2 separate regions of the Triticum aestivum genome follow, and region 1 is linked to region 2. A link is a contact called in public Hi-C data. All regions are on one chromosome and are shown on one strand. The core of a region is the stretch at or near the end of the contact, and the rest is flanking DNA. Distances in the headings are between cores, read along the strand shown. Region 1 holds the start of LOC123153518 (UDP-glycosyltransferase CGT). Region 2 holds the start of LOC123150936 (aquaporin NIP1-1).

Region 1 (3,469 bases), core at 834-3,333, 360 kb after region 2:
TAATAAGGGGAATGGATATGTATGTGTGTGAGAGAGAGATGACTTGGGACGCTGAAACATAGCACAAGTGCAGCGCGAGGACGACGGCTGGGGGTGGTTCCTTAATGGGAGAATAAAAAACGAAGCTATCATCAACCTGAGCACACTTAAGCAGACCCATCCCACACTTAAGAACACACTTAAGCAGACCCATCCCACACTACTACGCTTGAGCAACCTGAACTTGTTTACTCCACTAAATAGATAGTACGGTCACCTTCAGGCATTCATTTTTTTCAGTTTTATCACGACTCTCCAATGATTAATGGACCCTAATACGGCATTCACCAGCTCTTGCACCCATTGCTATTTACATATTGCCTTTCCCATCAGTTCGAAAGAGACCAAGTACAAGGTGGCTGACAACTTGAGGAGGAGAGCACGAGGTGGAGGATCTGCACGAGAAGGAGCAGCACTCCAAGCAGTACCAACGACACAACCTAGAGGAGCAGCAACTACAGATCGTAGCCAAAATTAACAAACCATAACCACATCCCAGTGAACCTCTTCCATCTTCGCCAGGTGGCCAAGGTGACAGCAATTGATGCGCACAGTGAACGTGTCACCGCTTGCCGATCCAGCTGTGAGATGATGAATGCATCAGGAACATGTACACAACTCACAACAGATGGCTAGGAGGCAGAGGGCGAGAGCAAGCGGAAGAGCACCTGAATGACGACGACAACATCGACGTGGACGACCGTCTCGGCGGCCGTCGCTCCTCCCGCTGATGGCGGCGCACGGCCGTTGCCTTTGGCCCTGCGTCTGTGGTGACAGCGGCGACACGCAGGTCGTCCCACGCGCAGAGGTAGCCACCGGACGAGAAACCGAACCAGAGGCCGTCGTGCTTCGGGCCGTGCTCGGCATGACCCTCGTATGGCAGTGCCCAGTTGCCAGCCTTACTCCTCAAGCTCGCCGTGTAAAGGGGAGGAGTCGGTGGGTGGCCGCGCGAGATGGACGGGAGAGAGCAGCGGCGGAGGCGAGCTCGGCAATGGGGGAGGAGAACTGGACGGGAGAGCGGCGACGACTGCGAAGGAGAGGGGCGCGATGGGGATGGCGGCTAGGGTTTTCACCCAATCGGGTGCCTCCTCTCCTTTTCTTCTTTACACTGGAAAATGACCCATACACATCACGCCACGCAAGGGCGACGAAGCGAATTCCCTCTAATGCCCTCAGCGAGATCCGAAAATTACAGGCGGTGGCACACATATTTGACTGCGAGCCACCCGCACCGGGTGTCTGCGCACCCAAGCCGCTGACAGGCCCGGCCCATGAGTGTCGGACCCCAGTAGTCAGTCACAAACGATTAAAATCCTAAAGTGGAAAAACAAACTTACTATGCATTGTTGTGAACTTGAATTATATCCAACGGCCCAGCTCACCTCAGGGGCAGATCCGATGGTTCAAATTGCATCTAGGGAGAGATCCAACGGCCAGAAATTTGAAATCGCCGAGAGAGCCCATGTTCAGACGTGAATCTAACTATGGGATGGGATGAACTGAGGCCTAAGTGCAGCAGAGGGCAGAAAGTGTGCCCAGTTTTGCTGGCCTAAAAATATGTTGGTTATTTCCAACAAGGATTACCAGCTATGCCATGTGTATTTTGTTCGGTGGGATTTTATTTTGCACGGGGAGCGTGAGCGGGTGCTCTGTCGTGCACTCTTGTATAGCTGCTGCCCTGCTTACGTGGCTGAATAATGAAGTCTCAGTCAAGTTATATAATATGTAAAATATTTTTTTTGGCACAGATCTTAATGTAAGATTTAATGAGTATAGCATCGACCGAGACTTCAAGACCGATAATGAAAATACAGGTGATATTTCCCGCGGATGCAATGGTGCTTCAGCCCTATCGTGCAATTGGTCATCTGTTGTGTTCTCGTGGAGATCTTCTTCGTTTTCGCAATAAAGTTCACGCTTTCACACCCACGATGTGCTGGTATATCTGTCCGGACGTTGCACCTACTGCGCCGCTGAACTGGTTGTTGAGTCGTGTGGTGCAGAGCACCGCTACATCTCCCAAAACAACGAGGCCCTCTGGTATTAAACCACCTGGAATTGCAGAGCTTTTATCCCTCCTGCCCTGCACGAGCCAGCCAAAAAGAGAAAAGAGAAAACATCTCCACGGTTTCGCCGGCAATGCCGACCTCCGGCGACGCCTCGGGCGCCCTGCCCCACCCCCACGTCGTGCTCCTCCCGAGCGCCGGGATGGGCCACCTCGTCCCGTTCAGCCGCCTCGCGGTGTCCCTCTCCTCCTCAGACCACGGCTGCGGCGTCTCCGTCGCGACCGTGCTCCCCACCGTGTCGTCCGCCGAGTCCGCGCACCTCGAGGCCCTGTTCAGCGCGTGCCCGGCCGTGCGCCGCCTCGACTTCCACCTCGCGCGGTTCGACGCGTCCGAGTTCCCCGGCGCCGACCCCTTCTTCCTCCGCTTCGAGGCCATGCGCCGCTCCGCGCCCCTCCTCGGCCCGCTCCTCGCCGGCGCCGGCGCGTCGGCGCTCGTGACGGACATCGCGCTGGCATCCGTCGTCATACCCGTCGCCAAGGAGCTCGGCCTCCCCTGCTACGTCCTGTTCACCGCCTCCACCGCGATGCTCTCCCTGTGCGTCCACTTCCCCGCCTACCTCGACGCGAATGCCGGCGGTCCCGTCGGCGACGTCGACGTCCCCGGCGTGTACCGCATCTCCAAGGCTTCCATCCCGCAGGCGCTGCACCACCCCGAGCACCTCTTCACGCGGCAGTTCGTCGCCAACGGCCGCGAGCTCGCGAAAGCCGACGGCCTCCTGGTCAATTCCTTCGACGAGTTCGAGCCAGAAGCCATAGCTGCACTCCGGGATGGCTCCGTCGTTGCCGGGTTCCCAAATGTTTTCTCGGTTGGGCCACTCGCTCCGGTGAGCTTTTCGGCAAGTGAACCGGCGGAAAATCAAGCCGATTATATGCAGTGGCTCGCGGCGCAGCCGGCGAGGTCGGTGGTGTACGTCAGCTTCGGCAGCCGCAAGGCCATATCCAAGGACCAGCTCAGGGAGCTCGCCGTCGGGCTCGAGGCGAGCGGCCACCGGTTCCTGTGGGTGGTGAAAAGCACCGTCGTCGACAGAGACGACGAGGCCGAGCTCAGCGAGCTGCTCGGCGAAGGCTTCTTGGAGCGTGTGCAGGGGCGGGGCATGGTGACCAAGGGTTGGGTGGAGCAAGAGGAGGTCCTGAAGCAAGAATCCATCGGTCTGTTCATCAGCCACTGCGGCTGGAACTCGGTCACGGAGGCGGCGGCGAACGGATTGCCGGTTCTGGCATGGCCGAGGTTCGGGGACCAGAGGGTGAACGCCGGCGTAGTGGCGCGCAGCGGGCTCGGCGTCTGGGAGGAGCGGTGGAGCTGGGAGGGGGAGGAGGGAATGGTGAGCGGGGAGAGTATCGCGGAGAAGGTGAAGGCTGTAATGG
Region 2 (3,520 bases), core at 707-3,206:
TCATGCTCCTGAGGAAGGAGGTGCTCTTGGTGAGCTCGCGCAGGGGCTTGTTGGTGAAGCGGATGAGGTTGTACGCCCACGCCCCGGCCACGGCTCCGGCCACCGGCCCCACCACGTACACCCAGATCGACCTGTACTCACTCCCGATCAGCGCCGGCCCCACCGTCCTCGCCGGGTTCATCGACGCCCCCGACACCGGCCTGCCAAAACAATTCAACAAGAAGCTCACAAACATTTTCTTCTAGAGTACCTAAGCTTCAAACATGCATGCATGCAGGGTCAGTACGTGTATTTATGTTCACATTCATGGCTCCAATGCGCTGGTCTAGCCCACACCAACCGTGGCAGGGCCAGCGGACAGCCATCAACACCGCCCACGACTCGCTCACATGACCCTCTTTTATGGCTCCATCAAAACGCTCTCAAAGGACAGCCGCATCTACTACCCAATTTCCTTTCTTTTTGACTGATGAAACACGATACACTAGTGTTTTCAGTTGCCACTATCTTTTTGACTGAAACACGACACTAGGATTTTCAGTTACTGGTATCTTTTTTTACTGAAACACGATAGCGTAAGTCCAACGTCCCAATGCAAATATTCTTGTTCTGCTGACTATGAAAATTCTACATGGACTTATGCGGCTGTAATATAGTATGTGCTCGTAATGATGGACGTGCAAATGTGTGTGTATGTATGAGGGTCTGCATCTGTGTTAAAAAACAACAACGAAGGTAAGTATAATTATGTACGTACCCAGCTATCAGCACATTAAGCAGGATGGTTGCACCCACGGCCAGCCCTGCCAGCTCCCCGATCTGCAAGCAACGGTTTTCTCAACTCGTTAGCGAATTATACGCGAGTTTTGTTGTTAATTCGGCGACCGAGATAGATCTGCTTACGGCTCTGTTGTCGGTGGAGACGCCGGAGATGACGAACATGAGGTAAAAGGTGATGATGAACTCGAGGACGAGCGACTGCACGTCGGACCCGGTGGGGAGCGTGCCGGGGAAGTGCTCGTGGCGCCCGCCGAACATGAGCCTCAGCGTGCCGCTGGCCAGCGTGGCCCCGAGCATCTGCGCCAGCACGTACGCCGGCACCTGCCTCCACGGGAAGCGGCGCACGGTGGCGAACGCGAAGGTGACGGCCGGGTTGAAGTGCGCGCCGGAGATGTGGCCGACGGAGTACACCATCACCATCACGGTGAGGCCCCACACGATGGCCACGCCGGGGAACGTGATCTGCCCCTTGCTCTTGTTGATGGTCACCGCGCCGCACCCCGCGAAGATCAGGAAGTAGGTCCCGAAAATCTCGGCGATGATCTGGACGTACGTACAATGAATCAATAATCCACACGCAATTAACTTTCACGCAACAACATTTTCCTCCCTATCTATTCTACATCATGGATCTCCTAGCAGTCACTGTTCATGGCGGCATGCGACATGCCATTTGGTGGGTGGCTAATGGCTTGGTGTGACAACAAATTCCTCTACGAATTTGCCATTTTTGCACCCCCGGGCCTTACTCCCAGCCAGGGCATTATCCCCCAATTACCAGAAGTTTGTGCGGGCATGCAAAGATAACCGTCTAAAGATCGAAGAGAGATCTGCATGCCATTAAAGGGAGAGATGCGGATTCATGAACCCTAGAAGCGATCTTAAGGGCGCAGGGCTCACCTTCTGGACGAAGGGGAGAGAGATGGCGAGGCCGCAGCCCTGGTCATAGTCGTCCTTCCTCCCTTCCTCCATGGCGCGCGGCTCCTGAGATCCTCCATTCGTCTGGGAGTTATCGCCTCCTCCTGCCATTCCCCCTCCTCGAGCGCCCAGATGTGCGGCGGAAACACAGGAGTAGACCCGAGAGAAGTAAGGAAAGTGATGAGTAGTGACAGATGTGCACAGGGCAAGCAAGGGCTGGGATGAGATGATGACCCGGGCGCCTATTTATCGGCACCCCTATCCCTTTCCATGCCGTTTGGATTGACCGGGCCAACCTCTGCTTTGGTTAGTTGGTTGGTGCAATGTTACAGACTTACAGTGCGATGATATTCTCTCTTCCAGAAGGTGTAGTATGCTTGACGCATTTCACACGACACGGGTGAAAAAATGGTGAGAGATGAGAAGAAGAGCGCATCTCCATTGGCTGCGTGTTCACAAGAGTGCACACGGCCAGTACGTGCATTTATGTCCACATTGATGGCGGTGCGCTGGTCTACACCAACCCCAACCGTGGCAGCGAACACTCATCAACACCGCCGAGGACTCGCTCATCACATGACCGGCCCTCTTTTATGGCTGCGTGAAAACGCTCCCGGGCCTAGCGAAAAGGACGGCCACGTCCAAGGATCTCGTTTCGTTTCTTTTTGACTGACGGCCCAATGCAAATGATTACGTACCCAACGATTAGCACATTAAGCACTGAGGGAAACAGTGTGCCCACCAGGGTTCAAAGTCTTGGTGATCGCATTTATTCTAAATTTATTTCAGAATTTTTGACGATGCGCGTTTAGTGAGAAGAGACATTTCTGTCACCTACGATGACTTCGTAAAATCTCAAGATAATATGCTGGCTCAGTCTCTCGGAGGTGATCATATGGGTAGGGTGTGTGCGCGTGTTCACAGGGATGAGTGTATGCGCGTATATATGAGCGCTTGCATCTATATTGTGTTAAAAAACACATTAAGCACTGTCAACTCCCTTATCTGCAAGCCATAATTATTTTGTAAACTATGCAGACATTGATTTTACATTGTATAGATATTTTTAAAATTTCACAGAAATTTTGGAAACACGAGAATATTTCTTCAAAATGTCATGTACATTTTATTCATTAGAAATAAACATTTCTTTGTCGTAAGCCAACATTTTTTTACACTGCATAAAAAATGGCACGAACATTTGTTTTACAATACGGGAATATTTCTGTTAAATGTCAAGTATATTTCCTAATGGTACAAAACATTTTTTATAGATTGCAAAAATATTTTTAAATAGTGTACATATTTTATTAAAAAAATCATACACTTTGATGAAATGCAAGAACATTTTTCCATAGTCAAGAACATTCCTTTTGAAATTATCAACATCTTTCAAAAAATTGCTAATTTTTTATACTATGTCAATTTTATTTCAAATTCATAATTTAAATTTATTAAGTAAATTTAAGTTTTGGAAATATACGCATTCAAAATATACATAAACGTAGAAAATAGGGAAAATAAAATATCGTCTGCATGACATCAGCGTGACGCCCCATGCCATACTAGGCCGGCGCACTACCGGTGCCCTGTAGGCGAGGCAGCTGTTCATTTCGCAACAAGCGACACACTGCCGCACGGGGGAGCATTGGGCAGGGGAGGAGGGCCGATCACTATTTGGCGCTTAAGTTTTTTTTTTTTGAGCGCTTAAGTGCACGCTCAACATACAGATGGGCCGGTCCATAAAGACTGAAGACGGTGGTTATTCTGGCTTTGGGAACCTTCTGGGAGGTTCCCTCAATTTTTTTCCGTCGGGTTTTTC

Evidence for each region. A called contact is a pair of places that touch in the nucleus more often than the background predicts.
Region 1: a contact with region 2 is called in a Hi-C map of leaf, with 4 times the contacts expected there. The contact joins the promoter of LOC123153518 here to the promoter of LOC123150936 in region 2. A contact is called at or near these places in 2 of 5 Hi-C or Micro-C datasets (both in leaf).

The regions. Positions count from the first base shown.
Region 1 is chr7A:188,102,859-188,106,327 of IWGSC CS RefSeq v2.1, forward strand. LOC123153518 (UDP-glycosyltransferase CGT) reads left to right here and starts at 2,084. Exons shown (of 1, transcript XM_044572614.1): 1 at 2,084-3,469. The coding sequence starts at 2,179.
Region 2 is chr7A:187,740,201-187,743,720 of IWGSC CS RefSeq v2.1, forward strand. It overlaps LOC123150936 (aquaporin NIP1-1), which reads right to left and starts at 1,957. Exons shown (of 4, transcript XM_044570734.1): 1 at 1,681-1,957; 2 at 904-1,323; 3 at 758-819; 4 at 1-200. The coding sequence starts at 1,809.